Linked DNA regions of Sus scrofa: region 1 is linked to region 2. Evidence: chromatin contacts called from public HiChIP or PLAC-seq data. All regions are on one chromosome and are shown on one strand. Each heading gives the region's core, a stretch centred on a gene start, on an enhancer-like site or on the middle of the called end of the contact. The rest is flanking DNA. Distances are from core to core; before and after follow the strand shown.

The links. HiChIP or PLAC-seq counts read pairs in DNA pulled down with a chosen protein or histone mark.
Region 1: an H3K27ac HiChIP or PLAC-seq map of skeletal muscle shows a contact between it and region 2. The contact joins two enhancer-like sites. A contact is called at or near these places in 2 of 47 Hi-C or Micro-C datasets (both in skeletal muscle) and 1 of 2 datasets of contacts at active chromatin or transcription factors (skeletal muscle).

The regions. Positions count from the first base shown.
Region 1 is chr3:91,733,430-91,739,626 of Sscrofa11.1, forward strand. The region is part of intron 4 of FSHR (follicle stimulating hormone receptor); the gene reads left to right. Among named protein-coding and RNA genes, the nearest start is that of FSHR, 130 kb to the left of the region's middle. Within about 2 kb of position 2,387, at least 2 of the 83 cell types and tissues checked have an H3K27ac peak or open chromatin away from gene starts, as enhancers often do. A contact at or near this core is called in skeletal muscle, where this site is marked.
Region 2 is chr3:91,506,480-91,512,985 of Sscrofa11.1, forward strand. No RefSeq gene overlaps it. Among named protein-coding and RNA genes, the nearest start is that of FSHR, 98 kb to the right of the region's middle. Within about 2 kb of position 5,117, at least 2 of the 83 cell types and tissues checked have an H3K27ac peak or open chromatin away from gene starts, as enhancers often do. A contact at or near this core is called in skeletal muscle, where this site is marked.

The DNA of each region.
Region 1 (6,197 bases), core at 1,137-3,636, 220 kb after region 2:
CCTGAGGACCTAATTGTAAGGATGGTGATGGTTTCATGCTGTTAACCTCTCCTCCTCCTTCCTCTGACCTGCTCAGTATTTTCTCTTGCAAGAAGTCCAGGTCTTGTCCATCAGCAAGACAGTTATTGGATCTATCAAGTCACATCTGTACACTCAGGTCTTAATATTCTTCTTATCAAGAGAAGTGGCACATTTTTAAAAAGGAACCTGGAAAAGCTGATGTGGAACCCAAGGACTAATCATGATGGACTCCCGGGCATGGGAGCTTCTGAGAGGGAAAGTCCTACAGGATTCACTACAGGATCAGCATATGGGTAGCCACCTACTCCACCCACTTGCTGAGTCCCTAGATGAAATTTTCACGGGATACACCTTTTACAAGGTAGGTGTGTCCTCACATCGTTAATTTTGAAATAAGGCCTGTCTCTGTCATCATAAGAAATCAGATGTAAAGACATGTTTGGAGAGTGTTCAGAGAGAAACTAGTCTCTGATTAGCTGCATGAAGCTCAGCCCTGACTTCTTCCTCATCGCTAGTGTCATCCCCATGTCCTCCAGACAGGAATGGACTGATCTCTTCAAGTGCATCTCCCTGACTGTTGGTGCTGTAAGTCTCTAAAGGCTGTTGTCATGACTACAAGGATGTTTGGGCACAAGGGAAATTACACAATCATTTCTTTATCTGCAAAATGGAAATAAAATATGCTTCAAGAGACTGATGGAAGAGGAGAATGGACTCTACCTCCTCTAAGATCTCTGCCAGCAGTTAAGTGTCTAAACTGTGATCTTCATGAATCTGGGGATCCTAGTGTCACTGCCTGCCCCAAGCTCAGCAGAGTCAGATCCAGCACAAAGGGTCTTGCATGGAAGGAGAAAGTCCCTCTCTAAGAAAGGCAAATCCAGCCTCTTACAGACCACTGTACTTCCCAGATCAGGCTCCTCTCCCCCAGGATTCAAGGAGACCTTTTTAAATGCTGATGCATTTAGATGCATCAAAAACTGAAAGCAGCTGTAAATTACTCTTAAGTACAACAGAAGCTTAGCCTCTTAAGCTAAAAGAGAGTTGCAGGATACACCCCTGCCATTTTGGTCCTTAACAAATGGGCACAAAGCCTTAGTGCAGCTTGAGACATACTGGATGTGAGGGTCCTAAGAGGAAGACAGTACCCTGCAGCCACTGGAGCTGGCCTGGGAGGGCAAATTCTTTGCAGGGCTGACCTCAGGCACAGGCAAAAGACAAAAAGCTTAGCTGGCAAGAGTCTGAAAGACATCAAGCGAAGCCCTGCCTCCATGGAAAAGAAACTGCTGCCTCCTCTTCTACAACTGCAGCCTCACTATTGGGAAGTTTAAAGGATATTTTGGTCCTTCCAGACCCTTTTAGATTTACGATTATCCCTGGGAGAGGCCACATATTAAGATATTAGAGCTAACGCAAGAATTGTCAGCTCCCACCTCTATAGGGATGGGGCAGCCCCCAGAAGCAGAGATAGGCCAGAGGAGACTGGGCAGTGAGGTGGGCAATAGGGGGCAGGTAGGACAATGAGAAAGGCGAGCATCATGCCAGTAAACTCTGGTTACTAGACACGGGGCTACTCCAGGATACTTCATCACCATATCTCCAGTGCATGGCATGAAAAGGGCTCTCAACTACTCACTTTCCTTTTTAGAGAAACCTGACTGTGATCCAGACCTCTTGTGTACCTGCTCTCCTCCCTCGGTAATACTTGTTGAAGTATCACATTTGCTCCTTGCTGCTGTCATTCATCTCAAATGCTTTATCTTTTACAGACTGTGTTCTTAAGCTGCGATCTAAGAACACAGGCATGTTCTAGCCAAGTGGCCCCATGCTCTCAAACTCGGCTTATCCACCTGGGAAGATGCTGTCTTCCCGTGGGCACAGCAATAGGAGGAATGCATTCTAGGGGAGTCCTCAGCCAACCAGGTCAGCTGGCCTGACATTGGGGAGACATGAAGTGGCAGGAGATGTCATCATTTGATTTGAAGGACCTCCCATCTCAAGCAAAGCCTGTGTCCAGTTCATCTCTGGGCTCCCGCAGACCACAGGGTCTGCACACAGTAGACCTTCAGTGAAAATGGAGGCCTGGGTTTGAATCTTTCAGTTTGGGTAGCCAAAGGGAGGCAGCTGTTGTTTTTAGTGAAATATCTTGGGGCGTTACAGAGTGTGAACACTGCAGTGACAAATATTCTCAGGAAGAATATTTTCATCTCCAGCAGACATTACAAAAATGTTCTACTGCAGTTTAATCATGAGCTCACTTACAGCAAACACCCCACAAATAATGTCTAGTTCAAGAGGCTGTGAGCTCCTCCCCCACCAGCTTGGCATTCAAAGACAGCTGAGCTAGGAAGAGGGAGCCAGGTGATTGGGAGACATTCCAGGGAAGAAATTAGGCAGCCTCCCTCCAAAGCTCATCTAGCATGGTCTGTCTCTGACAAGGGCCAGACCACGGGAGCCACATGGACACAGATAAACAGGGCCAGACACTAAGAAAAAGCTCTTCTCTTGCCACTCACCTGGGTTCCAGCCCTAGTGCTGCTTGTGAGAACTTGTAGTAAGCAAGTAGCCAGACCTCTCTAGGCCTCATGTAAGAAGGGGAAGAAAAGAACAGCCCTATCTCCATCAAAAGGTTGTAAGAAAGTGAAAGGAAGAGATAAGAAGAGTAGGGTGTGGTGACACTTTGATATTTGGAACCAGCAAAAAGTGTAAGCACTGCTAATTGGACCAGGTATTGCTGGCAGATATGGGGTGGGATACAAGAATCATAACTTAGAACTTCTGCTTTGTATTAACTTACACAGCCTTACATAAGCCCTCAGCTATTTACTGATGGTTCCACTTTACAGATAGGAAATTTGAGGTTCAGAGATGCTGAATCAATTGACCAAACTTGCAAAATGGTATTAAGAAGGGATCTTAGAGGAGCTCCCTGTTGGTCCAGTGGTTAAGGGATCGGGCATCGTCCTCGCTGTGGCCTGGGTTCACTCTGTGGTCCAGGAACATTTGCACACTGCAGGTGTGGCCCAAACAACAACAACAAAAGGATCTTGGGGCAGAACTGACACTTATTGAACATCTACTAGATGGCAGACCCTAAACCAGCATTTTGTTCACACAGCTCATAGTCCAGTCTTCCAAAACAGTGAGACATGTGTTTTCCCCAATTTACAAATGAGCAGTTTGAAACTCAGAGATTATGTGGCTGGCAGAACTGAGAACTGAAGGCAGGAGTGTCTGACTCCATCCCGAGTCACCCCACTTTCGGGCACACCACAGCTGGGAAGGGGCAGAGTGCAGGTGAGGCCAATGTCACCATCTCCAGTGTTCTGAGCCAAGAGTGACACCTGATTATTGTTTGTTATTTGGAACTTGTGATCATCTTTGCGGGCAAAGTTGAAGTGTACCTAAGAAATAGCTTTCTAAATAATTAATGCTAGAAATGAGTTGTGGGGGAGGGTGTGCAAACTGTTTAAAATATTTACTCTTTTGTGACTCTCCAGTGTAATTCAAAAGTAACTGCTTGCCACAGATTGGTAGTTTGATTAAAATTATTCATACATCGACATCCAAGAAAGTCCCAAAAGATCACCTTTTGGCAATGCTCTGTTAGCAGTGAATCTAGCTTGGAGAGATCCTTAGTTTTTAAAAGTTCTCATGCAGCCAGTGTGGTTTAATGGGAAGAAGATCTCTGAGAGGCATGGGAGCCAGAGGGCCCAGGTTCAGGTTCCTTTTCTTCCACTTTCCAACAGAAAAATTAACTGTAACTCTTTAAGCTTCAATTTCCTTCCATCTATAAAATGGAACTAATACCAGTTATCTTCATCATGGAGTTGATGAAGTTGTGGGCAGGAATTAATAACTTCAATACAGGCACAGCCTTTTCTAATGGTGCCTGACATGTGATAAGGTAATTGGTAAGTATTGTCTATGATTCATTCCATTTCATGTTTAGAAATTTGGGTGATTCATTTACCCTCTGTGAGCTTATCAGTAAGATGGAAGTCGTAATTACATTCATCATAAAAACTCACAGTACAGTCAAAGGAGATACTCTGAAATAACTTTTGTCAATTATCTGTGCTACACAAATATAAGGCAAGGTGATTTTCCAGTCATTTCTTCCTACAAGTCTGGGTCAGAACTGCAACCTGTGGAACCAGTTCCTAGGACTTTAGTTACCTCTCAAATACCAGACATCTGGTTTACTGCCACTTTAGGCAGCCTCTCACTCGGGCCCAAGTCAGAGACTGGTCACTCTGTCCCCACACAGGAGGAGACAGCAATGAAAGTTGCCCCATGGTCCTCTTAAAGTTCCTCTCTCAACCTACGTGACACTACAGCAGATCCCACCCTTCCCGTGATGGGGGGATGGGAAGGGCAGACTCACACAGTTGCCTGGAGGAAGACCTCTCACAAGGTCCCTCTACCCGTTTTCACACCCAATACAGAGAGGTTCAGGTTGTGTCACTGGTTTCTAGAAACTCAGAATATAACATGTCTCATACCTTGGCGTCTCAGAAAGAACTCCAACTTTGACATCCTATTATACTGAGATCTGCCCTGGCCATGAAGGTATCCTACCATGTGCTCCAAATTGAAAGGATAAATAACACCAAAGTGAGGGCTACAGGGTAGCCATCACAAACTTTATTTTTTCTACATCTGGGTCCAGTTTGTTGAAGATTTCTCTTCAGTTTAGTCCTCCTTTGATTCACTTTGCCATTAGAGAACAGGACTTCTTTTTACCCAGATATGGTGTGTAGAGAGGTTAATTGCAGGGCTAGGAGTAGGAATCTGATTCTGTGACTAGAGACTCTAGGCAGCTGCATGGGGTTATCAGAGCCTCTTACCATCCCTCTTCTGGCTGTAATAAAATGCCTGAAGATGTCAGGAGAAACTGGATCATACTTCACTTGACACAGTGTGCCCTTTCACCAATGTGGTTCTGATTTTCTGCGCTTTAAACTTTGATTTATATCACAGTAGAGGAAGGGAGAGTGCTAATAGAATACCCTGTCTAAAAGAGAGTTTGCCAACCGTGGCATGAATGGTAAGAGTATTTTCAGAGAATTAGCATAAATCAGCATAAACACTCTAGCTTCTGGCAGGGCTTCCAAGGTTAAATTAGGAAACACCAAACTCAGGAGATCCTCTCCAACAAGTGAGGGATCCAAGGTCAATGTGTTTGGGAAAAGCCAGCACACTACTTCTTTCTCTTGGGTATTTATAATGGATACTATTGTGGAAAAGGCTCCAAGAATCCCACAGAAAAGAAACTGTGTAACCTTATTAATCCAGCATTTCCTAGATGTATTTGTCCATTGTAGCCTTTCATTTGCAAGCAAAGCATTATAACCTCTGGAAATAGCGTTTCTGGAGAAATGCTCAAAGTTTCTAAGTTGGAAAGCATATTAAAGGTCACAGAGTTCAACTCCCCTTTCCAATTCTACACCCAATTCCAATGTATGAGGTTTTCCCACAGACATCCAAGCAATTCCCAGACACCAGCCGGGAGTCCTGCAGTTCAACTCAATTCTGAGCCTGTCTACTTGATACAGCATCAGATCCCACAGATGTAAAACAGTCCTGTAAGACTATCTCCTTTCAGACAGCACTCAAAGTCCAGGTTGTCACCTATGCTTCTGAACAACCAGCTATAGACTAGAGGTTCCAATAACCCCTCCTTGAGTTTGGTTACTTTGCTAGAGCAGCTCACAGAACTCAGAGGAACATTCTGCTTACTAGATTACCAGCTTATTATAAAAGGATATAACTCAGGAACAGCCCAATGGAAGAGAGGCACAGGGCAAGGTATGGAGAAAGAATTCAGAGCATCCATGCCCTCTCCAAGCCCACAACTCTCCCCACCCAGAAGTTCTTTCCAGCATGGGGAACAAAGACCAAATATTTTTCTAATCCTAAATCACAATATCACTCCTTATGAAGAAATCAGCCATACAGTTAGATGCATTTTCAGAGGTAGAGAACCATGTGCCTCGCAGTATAATCCGTTCCTCTGTTGGACAACTTTTGCAATGAATGGGCATAAGTCATTTGGGTAAGCCTAACAATGGTAAGAGCAGAAACTTTAGAGTCAGAAATATGTGCATTCAACCTCCATCTCTGCCCTCCTTATGTGTGGCTTTGTGAAAGTGACTGGATCTTTCAGCTGAGCCTCC
Region 2 (6,506 bases), core at 3,867-6,366:
GAGGATGGTGCCAACCATTTCCCAGCCTCATCAGCTGGAGCCCTCACTGCCCCATGAGGTTTTTCTCAGCACATCAGGATCGAAACTGGACCATGTCTTGCAGCCTGTCAAGGGTCAGCAACATTGGGTAGGTGAAGAATTAAGCTCTTGGGAAATCGATTCAACGAAATGTACATTTGAAAAGAGAGAAAGAAAAAAAAAGTCTTCTATAAAAATTCTTTATAGGCAACGGAGGGCAGAAGCTGTGGAGGTGAGATATTTTATTTTGTTGTACACTGTCTGTAAAGCAATTTCTTCTCTTAGAAAATGATGTTTCTATTGGACTCTGAGCTATTTGTCATTCTGGGCCCCAAACAAAATATTTTTTATAAGAACATCAGAAATGCCATGCTGCATCAAACCGATGGTCCCTCTAGTCCTGTGTTTTGCTTTTGAAAGTGGCACCAAGAGAGGGTTCATGAGAGGGCATAAAAACATTTTTGACTGTGTATCACCGTTAGAAATAGAGTTTACATTGTAATCCAGGAGTCCCCCTCACACACACATGTAAAAAAACTCACCTATACATACTCTTTCACATTGTATATATGCTACATTATGTCTAACTGATATTCCATATTTCATCTGATTCCTTTTTTATTTTTAATTACTGGTTCAGACCCACTAAACTGATTCCATGATGCAATAGTAGGATCTCAATTTTAAGCTCGAAAAACCTTCTCTTTCTGCTGTCAGCCTCAAAGGCAAGAATAGCTCTCTAACATTTCTGTTTCCTATAAGAGAAATCTATTACCCATGAATTTACCTAAGGACACATTTTGGGGGAATGAGTTCCTCAAGGGTAAGTCCTCACAGTATAAGCGGAGCTTTCTCTCCCTTGATTCTGCAGTATATGTTAGATAAGATAAATGTGATCAAAAGCCCTAAATGAAGGACAGCAGGCTTGGTTTCCCTTTTCTTCCTCAGAGATTCCATCTCCACGACTGAGAGATGACAAAAAGCAGCTTACACTGGATTAATCCTTATCACAGTGAGAAGCCTTGAACATTACTAGAGAGTTAATTGATCTTTGTGGCAAGGTCCCATGGGCGCTGATTTATCAAACATGTATTAATTGCATCACAGGTTATATTTCCCAAAGATGGCAGCTAAATCATGCTCTGTCTCACATGCTTCTCTTCAATATAATCTTGTCACATCCCATTAAGAGGTGGTGTCCATCTCTCCACCCCATCGAATCTCATTGGATTCTGTCTGCTCTGATCAATAGAGTGTGCAGGAAGTGACTAATGCCAGTTCCAGGGATAGTTTTTAACTGGCCTGGCAGCATGCCCTTCTAGCTCTGGGAGGCAGCCATCAGGTAGGAAGTGGAGAGACCATCAAGTGAAAAGTGCAGAGGTCCTGGAGGAAGACATGTCACATGGAGAGACAGAGAGAGAGAGAAACCAAGGAGCACCAAAGTACCCACATATAAGGCAAGTGCCACACAGGAGCTCCTCCAACTATAGGCACCAACCATCCAGTCAAATCATTCCAGAATTCCTACTCACAAAAGTTTGTAAATAACTGTTATAAGCCTCTAGGTTTCAGGATAGCTTTTAACACCAAAATAAATCATCAAAATAATTATCCATATCATGCCAATCTGAAGTCCTTCCATGCACCAACAAAAAAGATTGGACTTCATGATTTTCTTTTGAATTTAAATTCTTTGTTTATTGTGCAGTTACAAAGTCAATATATAAAGTATAACTGTAAGTTAAAATATGAATGCATGTTTAGAAAGAGAATATGTGACTTTTTAATGTAGTTGTTCCTTTTTACACTCTTTCTCTAATATCTATTCATTATTTCTTCATTTTCCCCCCTGATAAGTGCCTAGTAAGTTTAGTATGTATTTTTGGGCCCAGGAGGCACAGGGGCTAATGAGAAAATATCCTTGACCTTGAATGAGTCTGTTTGTTAGAAAAGAGACAAGGGATCATCTTGCAATTCAGTATCAGGAGAGTTGTTCAGGAGGACTTCACAGAGGTGACATTTAAGCTGGATCTTTGAGAGTAAGTAGGTTGGGAAGAAGATTTAGAGAGGGGATATGTTAAAGAGAGAAAAATGATGGTATTCTAGGGAGTTCTTCTGTGGTGCAGCGGGTTAAGGATCTAGCATTGTCACTGGAGCTGCTTGGGTCACTTGCTGTGGTGCGAGTTCCATCCCTGTCCTAGGAACTTCCCCATATTGCTGGCATGGTTGGGGGGGGGGAAGGCATTCCAAGCAGAGAAGTCAGACTATTCAAAGGCTAGAAAAAAATGAATGTGTGGTGGGTTGGATGTTGTTCTAGGAATAGTGATCCATGGACAGAGGTGAACAGAAAGGCTTAGCATGCTTCGGGCAATATTATAAAGGGCTTTGGGTGCCATACTAAAAAATACTCAGACTGGCAAGTGATAAGGAACCAAGGAAATATTTTTAAGTAGAGATGTGTCCTAAGCACTTTCATGTTGAAGAAGAACTCCAGAAGAGGAATTCACAAGAATGTACAATGTGAGCATAAGCCCAAGGATCCTAGTCCCCCTACCCAACAAGATCTGGACTAATCCACAATCGATAAAAGCTCATGCCAATGGGAATCACTTTTTCTACTTGTTATTTTTACTCAAATGGAAGGAAGGCAGCCATTTCCTAGAATCACTGCTGACCTCTGAGAGTCATATAATAACAGGAAACAAAGATTTTTCAAGAAAAGAAAGGAAAACAGTTAACTGAAATTACAGCAACTCAGCGTGGAGAAAGTTTGCACTGGGGATATATATTTTGAACACTAGGATATTAAACTTTATCCTCATATCTAAGACCATATTTCTATCACAGCTTACAAAGCAGAAAACATAAATCACTAGCAGAGATATAACTTTCTGAGATGCACTTAGGGTTTCTTTTTTTCTTCCTGTACCACAGGATTTAGCTTCAGAATTTACACTTCCCTAACATTAGAGAACAAGTTTCAGCAAAAACAGGGGTCAAGATGTTTGGTTTGGGGGAGCTAATCTTATTATTACAGTGGAGCATCCTAGTAAAGCAAAAAGCAGCCGGGCCAGATTGCCTGTGGCGAAATACTGTAGCACAAATGGACATCATAGCCCAAGGAATCCTGCTGCTGGAAACAAACAGACAGGAAAGAATCATAACCTCTTCGCATGCAAACCTCATGGGAGTGACCCAGGAAAATGAAATTCTCCTTGGTGGTGTATAATGCTTTATTACGATGACCCAGTCTCCAGGGCTATTTAAAATTCTGAAATCAAGTTCCCCGAGTTCTGATTCCCTTCTCATCAAAATTGCTATCCCAATTTTAACTGCACTTCCCCGAGGGCAGAAAACATCAACTCACCATATTTATAGCTGGTGCATAATTACTATATGCAATATTTATCTGGCTATTCATCTGTTTGCATGTCTTCTGTCTGGCTGGTGAAATTGTCAATAGACAAATTTCTCAGCATCTTGTATGAGAGTATGTCATTCACTGAATATTCTATCCCTTTGGTCCACTTGGCTTGTCCCTTGGGTGTCTTGAAGAGATGGTCCACATTTACGAGTCTTTTGAGAGGTTTCTCTTGCTCCTTAGTAAGGTTTAGGCCCGCATTAGACCTTTATTTCAATTTCATTATTGTGGTCATTGATGTACACTGAGGTCACAAGTTATCATTCTGCTACCTCCTTATTCAGAGCCCTTTACCTCATACAGTCACAATGCAATTTCAGGCTACTGGAATTAATAAATAGAATGAATGGATATTTTAGTATCATTAAAACATTCCAGCAAATTGTGTATCAGTGCTCTAAACTCTAAGAGCACCATCTCCATACTTCCTAGAGATTCTAATCTGTGTATATAGAGAGAGGAGCCAGATAAGATTTTCCTGGATTCCACCCTCTTCCATACTGAATGAATGAGAACACCGAGCTGGTAAGAACACTAAGTGATCCAGCATGGTTATCAGCCTCTTGTTAGCTCTCCAATTTTGCCACCTCTTGATGAGGATAAAACCAATATCTCAACTAAGCCTTAGAGTAAGTATTTGGCTCAGTGCTGGGGAACAGGAGTGACTGCTAAAGCTAACTTGGTTAGCTCATTATCATATCAGCAATATAAACTATTTTCTTCAACTTCTTTATTTTCCAATGCATTTAACCAGGGGACATTTTGACATCTAGATTGATACTGATCCAGTACTAATCTACAGCAACAAGAGTGGCTACATTCTCTAGGGCTGTCTGGCCTTGTCCAAAGTATGACTTTCCATCTACCACTGTTTTAGCTTTAATTTCTTCTTCCCCTACAGTGAAGACCAATGGGATTGGGGAAATAAACTTCATTTTGACATTCAAGCTTTTCTTCATCTGCTGTAAATTTTCTAGGGAAGAAATTTCAGCCTTCAATTTTTTCCTCATTGTACATTAGTAGAATGCTAGAAAAATGGCAGATGAACAATCACTAATTTTTCATTAGTCAATCTTATCATATTTAACATTACAACTCATTGATTTCTTTTTCTCCTTCAACACAGTCTTGAATTATCTTCATTTCTAAATTGTTCTATGTATCTCCATTCTTATCTTTTCCCTCACCTTTATTCTTTTTCTTCTTTTATTTCCTACGAGACTCAGCCTTTTTTACATTCTCTCTCATAGTTTAAATGGAGACTCACTTTTTTTTTTTTAACGATTTCCCTCTTAATTTAAACCCTAGCAACAGGGAATGGTATCTAAGCATCATTGTTACTGTGGGGCAGGGGCTGGAAGTGGAGCTGGACGTACACTTATCTAAATGGAGGAAACTCTCTTTTACAGCCAGCCAGTCCTTTGGGGCTCAGCCCTCATGCTCCCCTGATTTGCCTCCTTGTCATAGATACTATGGAGCTGGTCCCCTGAATTGTAAAAATTGCCTCCTACTCTCAGCATCAGTCTGTTGTAACTCTCAGCAACGACCTTTTCCCTGCTCCATCTACCCCCTTCACTGTCAGTGAAAAGGACAAAAATTCCAAGCTTTCTTCCCTGCTGTTTGCAATCATTTTAGCAGTCACATTTGCCCTGACTGCCCTGAGAAAAATAAATGCTAACAGCTGTGTGTGGGCCATGATTTATTGGTTCATTTGAGAATGTCCTATTCTCTTTAGATTGGCCACAACTTCCATTATAATATCCAAAAAGATAGGGATTGACAAGTCTTCAACTTTCTCAAATCCAGGAGGGAAAAAAAAACAGTGTAGCATTTTTTAAATTATTATTGTAAACTTGATTTGCTAAGTGGTAAGGAGACAGGTGGAAGATGGGCAGTCTGGAGCACTCTGGCTATTTATAGCCCATGTCAGAGCTTTATTTATTACTATTGCCTCTTCTCAGATCTACTTAAATAACCTGTAAATTGTCAATGGTGTCCATGGAAACACACTGGCAAAATGGACAATGTACTTGGAAAAAAAAGAAACACAAAGGACAGCAAAGGACCCTGTCAAAAAATAAAACCAGTTTCCTTTTGAAAATCACACACGTGTCCCTGTCATCACAATTATGACTTTGAAAGATAAAGGTCAGAACCATGTTCCCTCCAGGATGTATATGACTCTTTAAGGAAGCTGGGAAATGTTGGCCAAGAGGACGGAGGGCAGGACCTGCAGGCAAATTCACAAGATCTGGAATTTTTGCCCTGGGTGTCCCCTTTTTCCACCTTCTCTGCCCCCACCCCTTTTAATTTCCTCTTACTCCTACTCAGGCATCCAGTGTTTGCAGTCTCCCCAGAGATAAGTTTCCTGATTAGCTACTTTTAAGTAAAGATTAAATGACTGTCAGTCAAAGAAGTGAGAAGGGATGCCCTTAACAAAGAAGGAAATGCTCAAAGTTTTATTCTGGCAACCACTGACTCTGTTAGCAATTGTGCTAATGTGTTAAAGGATTTAATGCACCATCTCTCTTCATATGCCTGCAATTTTAGAAATCTTTAGGGGGCAATACTTAAAGAAGTCATTCTAGTAGCACTGTGCCTAGAGTGCATTATGTCCAAATGTATGCTAAGGCCAAAGGAGATATCAAGAAAAGAGTCCTGCTATAAAACTAGTTGGGGAGAGGGGAGGAAATCCATTCATGGATCCCTTCCATATGTCTTTACTGAGTTTCATGTCATACAAGGGCAAGTTGGGTGGGTGTTGGAAGAGTGTCAGAATATATATATATATGTATATATATATACATATATATATATAAGAGCTATTCTTTTCATCTCAGTTGAAGAACATGTATAATTACAGTAATAATAGCGAAAATTTATCCAGCATTTTTTCACGTGCCGGATGCTACTCTAAGTATTTTGCAGTATAAACTCACTTCATATCCACAACAACCTGTGCCTCTTCTCAGACCCACTTAAACAAGCTGTAAATTTTCAGTGGTTTCTACGGGAACAAATTGGCAAAATGGACAGTATACTTGAAAAAAATGAAGAAAGAGGGAGG